Linked DNA regions of Sus scrofa: all the other regions are linked to region 1. The links are chromatin contacts, called in public Hi-C maps. All regions are on one chromosome and are shown on one strand. The core of a region is the stretch at or near the end of the contact, and the rest is flanking DNA. Distances in the headings are between cores, read along the strand shown.

Region 1 (2,962 bases), core at 324-2,823:
TTCAAGTACATTCCCGGACAATGAACAACCCCAGAAAACCAGGATAATGAAATTCGAGATTTGCTACTTGCTGCAGGGTCCTCCATCCCAATCCGCACTCCCAAGGGGATGACCCCCCCCCCAAAAAAAACCCTGGTCTCCGTCTCCAGTGGAGACCAACTAGAGCCTAGCTTCCTCTGGACCACGGGCCAGAAGAAACCCAGAAAGCCAAGAACCACTTGGGCCTCTGTGCCATGGAGTGATGGAGGATTCTCCTCCCCGCCTACTTAAGAGAAATTGATGGACTGAGTTGGGTCTAGGTCGCCTCGCTGCGCCCGGACTTCGGCTTGGATAGACTGGAGAGAGCAGGACTCCGGACATGTAAAGGCTACCAGGTTACTTTTCAGATTCCTTTAGAACTCAGAGGACATCACGGTTCAAATGCGGTGGACGTCCTCGGTATCCTGGACCCAACCACCCTATAGCCTAGCCGCGACACTCAAGAGAAGGTGAAGAAACTGCAGCCTGGACGCCCATCCCATTCCTGGGCTTCCCGCGCACTCCGCCCCCGCGGCTGAAGCCTCTTCTGGCTTTGAGCCTGAGGGCTCCAGCCCCGGGACCGGACCGGGGCAAACTCCGCCATGGCTCCTGACGACTGCCCCCTCCCGCCCTGCCGGGCGGAAGCTCGGAAGCCCGAGTCTGGGACCCAGCAGCCACGGGGAGGGGAGATGGCCCCGCGGTAGCGAACAGGCCTCCAGGGCCGGGTTACTGCCGGGATCCAGCAGGGAGCGATACCTGCGCCAGCCCGGGGCACCGAATCGTGGACCGCCCTGCGCCCAGTGCTGCAGTGAGCCCTGCCACCAGCTGCCTTTCCTGGGAAGGGGTGTGTGTGTGTGTGTTTGGGGGGCGGGATGACAGCCTCTACAGGTCTCCCGGTCCCAACCCAGCCCCTCTCCAAACTCCTGCTCACCGGGAAGGAAAGTGCCCCAGCCTGTGTTCGGAGTGAAAATAGAGCAGCTTCCAGAAAATTAACTAGAACATTGCCTATGTTGCTTAGGTGCGCGCGCGCGCGTCGGCGGCGGCGGGGTGGGGGGGGGGGGAATTGGTGGTGGTTAAAAAATGAACCCCACCTCTCCTCACTTCCCAACCACACAAAAATGACTTTTTAAAAATGTAATTTACTTTCGAACCTTTGCTTCCAACGCAAGCTTTCCTGTAAAACTTTGTGGACAATTGGGGGGGGGGGCGGTCTGTTCATTTAAACCCCCCCTTTAGGTATGTAGAGAGCTTTCAAATAACCGGGAGATTTAGGTATCCCTCTGTAATCATTTAGATGATGGATTGTAATAGCTCAGTAGTTCCTCTGGAACCATTACGATCAATCAGGTCAAAATCCAGCTTTGGGGGAACGTTTTTAAGCAAGGGAGGTAGGTAACAGGACATCCACACACACTTGTGCAGATAACAAGCTCTGATAAGGTACAAGCAACTCCAGGGTCTTTGGAGAATAGATCACAGGTGAACTGCAGAGCTGGTGTTCATTGTGACAGCGACAGGCAGGTTACAGTATCAAAACTGAAAGGGAAAGTGAACTGTTTTTCCAGGCAGTTCCCGTTTCCTAAGTTCCTTTTGAGCACATCAGTGTCTTATAACTATATGTCACCCTAATAAATAAAACAATTCATACGTGCATATGCCTATGCTTGGTTTATAAGAAGATGTATGAAGCACGAATATTCACATGGAATTGCATGGACTCTGGTAAAACGGAATGAAAATCGCGCTTTAAATTGTGAGGGTCAAATGTAAAATGTGTGGCGAAATTGTGGGGCGTTTTTACTTTTTTGTACAAATATGAGTTGCCAGAATTATCTTAGACGGATCTACATTCTAAGATTACTGAATTTTCTCTCTATCCGGAGGTGTAAATAAATGTATTAGAAACGACGCAGTGTCTCATCAAACTGCGGATGACGAAGAAAAGTTATTTTAACTGAATTGTGTACAGTTACAGTTACGAGGAAACCCTGCGGAGGACAGAATTCCCTTACTACACCCGCGGCGCTACATCTCTGACCCGCTACATAGGCGGCGGTCGGCGCTGGAGGAATGAGCGCTCACGGTAATTAATTTCCAGACACTGGAGGGTTATTATCTGCAGAGCGATTTCCGGCGAGGGAGCTCGAGCAAATCTGGCTGCGATATTTTTTCGAGATTTAAGGACACAATCCTAAAGAAAACGCGCCACCTGCTGGTGAGCAAGTGACATCTCCCGTTGACCCGAAAAATCTCAATCCAGTTGTCTCATTTAATCCAGAGTGGGTTTTTTTTTTTTTTTTTTTTTTGTACTTTACATCTTTTCTGAGTTACAAAATTCTCTCTACTCATTTAAACCTACACAAGTTCTTGTCCTTCCAAAGAACAAAAAACAAGGTCTCTGTTCCCCCACCCCACCCCGCTCCAGATTTGTGAGGGTTTTTATTTTGCTGTTTTTTTTTTCCTTTTTGGTTTTGTTTTGTTTTTAATAATCCGAAATCCTTGGTAACTATCTACCAGCATGAGTTTCTGGTCCTGGGAAAAATGATAAGCCAGGATCTACTGTAAGGCTTTTCTGCACACACTGAGCTGGGTTAGGGCTTCCTGCCAGGTAGCTCCGTTGAGGTTAGTTACGGAGGGTCTCACTCTCATGCCCACTCCCTTTCTCCCTCCCCGGCCCTGCAGTACCCAGGTCCCCTTGGAGGATTCTCATTCCAAAGGAACAGAGGGAACTCAAGGAATGGAGAGGAGGAGCCCGTGTCTAAATCCTGTGGATCAGATCCCCTGAAACAGCAATGCTGCCTCTTACCCTCACCTTCCTCCTAGGCCACTGGATTCCAGGTCCTTGGCTGTTCCCTTTCCTTCCTGGAATTCCCTACAGAATATTCTAGTCGGACCCTCTTTACTCCTTGGCATAGAACCTGCAACTTTTTAAAAACGTTCAAGA
Region 2 (2,962 bases), core at 255-2,754, 810 kb before region 1:
TCTGTGGGCAAGGAGCTCCCTTAGGACAGGAATCATGGGGCCATCAATGGGATAGAAGGGAGGGGATCTTGGAAGAGCTCCCAGCCTACTCTCTACCTTTCTCTTACCTGCTCTTGGAGGCTAGTGTGTGTGTGCCAATTTGACCATGAGGTCTACTGGCATTGTTGTCTCTAGGAGTCTCTGAGTCCATGTCGTGCTCTCCTCTAGAATTCGTTATAGGCCGTGGTGTTTATGCTGCTGCTCAGTATTTGCTTTTTTTTTTTTTTTAACTAAGTATTGACATCATGCTTCCTAAGCAGGAATTATCGCTCTCTTTGAGAAGTTGCAGCAATGGTTCTTTTATTACAGCCCTTGGATCCCCCTTTATTTCTCTTCAATTTGCTTCTGAAACGACACTCTGATGGTCCCATCTCCCTCTCTGACCTCTGAGCTTGCCTTTGTTTCGTTTTTTTCCCTTAGATTTTCTCTGAGGATAAGGAATCACCTTATTATTATTTATCATAATTTTCTTTAGAAGATCTTTTGTGATTAATTCAGTTATTTCAATATTTGAGTCATCTTGGCAATTTCATCGTTTATCCATGTTGTTAAGTTCTTCTGATTTATTACCAGGCTTCATCAGGCACATTTTCCCTTGTTCCCCACCTCAGTAGATTAATCCAAACTCATCTGCAAAGCTTATTCCAAGAAGCCAAATCTTTCCTAGTTATTTGCTCCCCTTCAAGGCTGTAGAGATAAAGGGCTGGTATCTTGCCAACTCCATCCAGTATGGCTGGTCAACCTATTTTAACCCTCCCCGGATGTTCACACTGCCAGGTGTGAGATATGGGAATGGTGGAAAAAGTGATCCTCCTGGAGAGGGTTCACATTTTCCAGGGCCCAGAGTTAGGGCAGGTTTTGAGGGGTCAGAGGCATACCTCAGGCCACTGGATGTATTATGCCAGCATCTGTCCCATTCTCTGAGCAAACCCTGTCCATAGCCTATAACATACAGAGAGCATTAGCCCTTTTGATCCAAGAGCTGCATCAAATCATTTTGACCCTTTGAGGAAGATATGTAACCTGGGCCAAGTGGAGCCAGATGACTTTTTTTATTACCGGAGCATAAAGCAATATTAAATGATTTCATGAGTTGTAGCCAGAACATCTGTTACTAAACAGGAGAAATCTGATTTATTCGATTCTAACTAACTGGCACTCAGCCCTCTCTAAAGTAATGCCTTGCCCTCGGGGCAAGAAGGTGTTATTGGCCAGTTTTCTATTTGAACATACCATCCTTTCTCCATGTCACAGGACTGCTTCTCTCCTCTCTGAGAGATGATCCTTTTGGAGAACAAAGACTTCCCTGGGCAGAAGGGTGGCAGGGGTATGCCACATGCTCTGCTGTTTTAAGTCTACTCTAGCAGACCCAGAGCCATGAGCCCCAGAAGGCAGCTGGGTGGTCACAGATGGGGTGGGTGACATAGAGAAGGAAAGGTTCATAAGTAGAACTCAGAGGGCTGTAAACCAACCTACATACAGTGCTAAAAAGCAGATGGTCCTTGTGTCAATGGCCAATGCCTTCAAATTGGCCCACTGTTTCCTTCAACTCCACTTCTCCAGCCTGATGGGGCACACTGTTCTGGTCCCTATGTAACCATCACCAGGCTTTGGGAAAAAGTCCTGTTCTTAACCCTTTCACTCATCGTCAAGGATGGAGCATTTCTCCAATAAACATGGGCCTCTGATCCTTGGGCTGTCAACATTTTGCATTGCTTAAAGTAATACAAGGAAATCTTGGCATTCTATGGGATTTCAGGCTCAAGTCACTGTGTGGGTGGGAGGGCATTGGGAAAGGCGAAAGTGATGAAACGAGAAAATCTTTCCCAATATAGCAGCTTTCCAAAATAATTCACTCATTTTATTCCTGCATCCTATCATTCCTTCATTTATGCATTCATTCACTAATTACTTTATTTTTCAAATATTTACCTGTGCTAGTCACCATTCTAAGCAATGGGAGATGGGTGATAAAATTTAAAGAAGAGGCAATCCATTAACTCAAGACGTTGACAGTCTGATAAGAAAATTAAGACGCTGGCATAGACTATAAAGTAGAAAATTGTGAGTCATGAGAGAGTTGCTGATAAAGGATTGTGGGGAATTAAAGGGGAAAGAAAGAAAATGTTCACCATAAGTTTCCAGGAAGGGTTTCATGAAGGCTATGGAATTTAGGCAGTCTTAAGGAAGGAGAGAAAGGAGAAACAACTATTGTAAGACAGAGTAGTGGTTTGAGGCATGCTGGAGAACCAGCAAATCCTTCGTGTCTCTGAAACTCACAGTCCATGTACAGGAATAATGGAAGACGACATGGAAGATGGCCTGAGGTCACATCCTGAAGATCTTTATGTGCCTGGCAAAGACCGACTCAGTTGGTTGAAAGATTCTGAGCAGGAAAATAGACCTACAACTTAGGAAGATTAACCTAAGACCATGACTAAATTGATGGGCGAGGGGGAGCACTTGAAAAAATGCAGGTGAGAGATAATAAAAACTCTAGCTAGAATATTTGGAGAGGAGAAGGGGGGATACATATGGCAGATTTACAACACAGGAATTGATAAGGTTTAAGAGTTTACATATTGTTATAAAAGGAATATGGGTTTTGAAATCAGACAGGCTTTAGGATGAAATTCTTTTTTTTTTTTTTTTTTTTTTTTGGTCACTCTTGGAACTACCTGGAGTAAGTCCCAAATTCTTCAGGCTTCCCTTTCTTCCTCCTCAGCAATGTACCTGTGTGTGTGTGTTATCAAAGCCCCACCAAGTGATGGAGAAACTCAGATGAGGTAATATATGTAGAAACATTTTGTAGAGTCTGAAAAACCCTCAGAAATTCATTGTGGTTATTTGAGTTACTACCTGGATGTGAGGAGCAAACAGAAGGTCTCAGATGAACCTTCAGTTTTTGAACCAGTGGGCCTCT
Region 3 (2,962 bases), core at 201-2,700, 740 kb before region 1:
TTCAGAGGCCTGGAATGGGCGGGGGAGGGGGCAGAGCATGATATCATTTCCAGGCAGAGACCAAAGTTCTCTTTTCAGGTCACATGATTTCTCCTCGTATTTTACACTTCATCATTTGCTGCCTCATCTGACCAAACTCCGTGAGCCTCCTGATTTTCACGTGTGGGGAAGCCGCCTAGGGACTTGGTTAACCTTGTGCATCCCTGGGCCTTCATGGCTCCCAAGGATTGATTCTCCTTCAGCAGGTTCGGGGCGGGGGGGGGGGGGCGGTGTTGCTGGGAAATGGCACGCTCAATGAGCGCCCCCAGGATCCCCGTGGACTATGCTTTGGGGAACACTGTTCCACCTGCTCTGAATTGGAGGTTTTGGAGGTTTATCTCCTTCACATACTTAGTCTTCCCGGGGCGGGGGGTGGGGGTGGCCAGGGCCCCATCTGATGTTGCAACAGAACAGAGAGCGAGGCGAAAGGGTCACGCCAGGTATTCAATCAAAATTCAAGGAGGCAGTGCATCAGTGAATGAGTAAAGCACACAGAAGAGGGAAGGTCATTATCGCCGTCAACTACCAAAATCATGTAGGACTCTTTAGGGAACACTTGAGAAGCTAGGGTGAGCTGGAGGAGGTACGAGGCAGGCTCCAAAGGCGGGTCTCCATTAGGCCACCAAAAACTGCAGGCTGCTGGTGCTCCAGCAAACACTCCGGCCCCTAAGTCCCCACGATATTTTAAGCTGCATCCCTCAAAATGTCAAAAGGGGGATTAATGTGTAAAGGATTGTCAATTCGCTGCTGTCCTCCTGGTACTGCGCTGAGCCTTACAGGCCATGTGGGGATGGAGGGCAGCAGGGGAGGGGAGGGCTTGGGGATGGTCTTTAAATGTAACCGAATAGAGTGAGCTCCGCCGTGTCTTGGGGGGATAAAGCAGTTCGCAGGCTGCTACTTTTTTGTGACATAGCTTTTATGGGGGCAAAGCCAGAATATTAAGCTCATTGCTTCCAGATGGGAAGGTTGGACAAGACAGAGGGGTCTTGGCTCTGAAAGCCTGGACGCCAGGGTGCGATAGGGATGTGACATATTGAAGTAATCGAGATAGAAGATCTGGCTTTAGCCAAGGCTGTCAGATAGATACTTTTTAAAACATTACATGGTTTGTAACAAGGTATTGTGTATCCTCCCAGAAACCCTGCCGCTTCAGTCTCTGGGAAGGCGGTGGGGGGAAAAGAGTGCTTATTTTGCTTGAGTTCCTAAAGCTCCTTTTATATATGAGGAATTTGGCATCTTCTGGCTGGGAGCGGCTGAGCCAACAGTCCGATGCACTTGTAATGTAGATCATGCTAGTGACTCGCTAAGTAAGTCCAGGTGCTTGCCTAAGAGGCAGGGTCCTAAGCACTCCCTTATTTGAGCCCTGAAGCAATCATGGCGCAGCGCCTCAAATGAGCCTCAAATCTGTTTAATAAATCATCTGTCTATTTATAGAGTTAATCCCAGGGAGAAATTCTTCAGATTGTCTGGTGGGGCCTCTTCCACCAGAGGGCGCCAATGCCCAGCTCTTTCGTTGTTTTTGGCGGCTCTTGTTTCACCAACGATTTCAGCTGGGGGGCTGCGGGGGGGGAGCCCTTTGTCCCTCCTTTCCTTCCCTGTAACCTTCAGGCCACGGATGGAACCTGAGTATGGACCAAAGCAGGGTGGGAATGGGGACGAAACCCCAGACATCTCTGAAGGGTCTTCTCCCAGTTCCATAAGGAGGGTTTTGTTCTTGGGCAGGGGCCCATTGTGGAAAGGGAGAGTTGGTCCAGCCGCCTTTGGAAATCTCCAGTTTGCAACAGGCTGGTTTATTTGTAATTCTCTTAGTCAGCCCCTTCCTGGGTGAACTTCACACCAGAGAACAGGTTGGGACATCCCTGTGGACCTGGTGGGTGTCTGCTTCGCATTTCAAAGGCTGGGAACAGGCTTGTATTTTGATTAAAATTTTGTATTAACTTCCTCTTTCTCCCTTTGAATGTAATTTCAGGATATATAATTTCAACCAATCATCTGAGGGGAGGGGGGAGGAGGTGCTTGATGGGAAACAGCACACAGGGAAAGCCAGCCAAAGAAGCAAAGAGAGCAGCTCAGGCTGTGTAGCTGTGACAGCTGAAATCTCTTTTGTTCTTCCTGGCAGGCCCTGAAACCAAAGCTCCTCAAGGACAGGAGCTCTAACTCTGAGCCTGGGATCAAGATGACCCATGGTCCGGCCCAGCCCCCCTGCTGCCTTTAAGGCCACGGGCAAGTCCTTGAAAGTTTCCTGGCTTTAGTCACCTGGTTGGACTCTGCCAAGAGGCACACCTACCATTTGCAACTGTCCACGTGGATATGAAAAGAAAAATAGCAGGTCTTCAGAAATGCCAGTCTCTGGAGACTGCCGTGGACATTAGTTATAATATCCTAGCCTCAAAGTGACTCAAACTTTAGGTTATGATGGTGACACTGAGATGAATAAAAGAACGTTAGTCAGGAGTTCCCGTCGTGGCGCAGTGGTTAACGAATCCGACTAGGAACCATGAGGTTGCGGGTTCGGTCCCTGCCCTTGCTCAGTGGGTTAACGATCCGACGTTGCCGTGAGCTGTGGTGTAGGTTGCAGATGCGACTCGGATCCCGCGTTGCTATGGCTCTGGCGTAGGCCAGTGGCTACAGCTCCAATTCGACCCCTAGCCTGGGAACCTCCATATGCTGTGGGAGCAGCCCAAAGAAATAGCAAAAAAGACAAAAAAAAAAAAAAGACAAAAAAAAAAGAACGTTAGTCAAACATTCGTCCCCCTCGGCCTTATTGTAGGGTGGTGGTCACTTGTTCTAATGCCTGCAGGGTCCAGGCAGGTAATACACATGTAATTATGGAAGCATTCCTGCCACAGAGCAAGGGCACAATAAATATTTGTTGACTGAGTGAATGAGAATGGGTCCAATATGAGGCCTTAGAGAATGGTGG

Evidence for each region. A called contact is a pair of places that touch in the nucleus more often than the background predicts.
Region 2: a Hi-C map of mesenteric adipose tissue shows a contact between it and region 1, with 2.2 times the contacts expected there. A contact is called at or near these places in 17 of 47 Hi-C or Micro-C datasets (adipocytes, alveolar macrophages, embryonic fibroblasts and 10 more) and 1 of 2 datasets of targeted methods (skeletal muscle).
Region 3: a contact with region 1 is called in a Hi-C map of retroperitoneal adipose tissue, with 2.4 times the contacts expected there. A contact is called at or near these places in 1 of 5 promoter capture datasets (liver), 14 of 47 Hi-C or Micro-C datasets (alveolar macrophages, embryonic fibroblasts, epiblast stem cells and 9 more) and 1 of 2 datasets of targeted methods (skeletal muscle).

What each region holds. Positions count from the first base shown.
Region 1 is chr3:118,752,767-118,755,728 of Sscrofa11.1, reverse strand. All of the region lies in intron 5 of OSR1 (protein odd-skipped-related 1), which reads right to left. Among named protein-coding and RNA genes, the nearest start is that of OSR1, 390 kb to the right of the region's middle.
Region 2 is chr3:119,564,678-119,567,639 of Sscrofa11.1, reverse strand. No RefSeq gene overlaps it. Among named protein-coding and RNA genes, the nearest start is that of RDH14, 110 kb to the right of the region's middle.
Region 3 is chr3:119,488,884-119,491,845 of Sscrofa11.1, reverse strand. No RefSeq gene overlaps it. Among named protein-coding and RNA genes, the nearest start is that of RDH14, 36 kb to the right of the region's middle.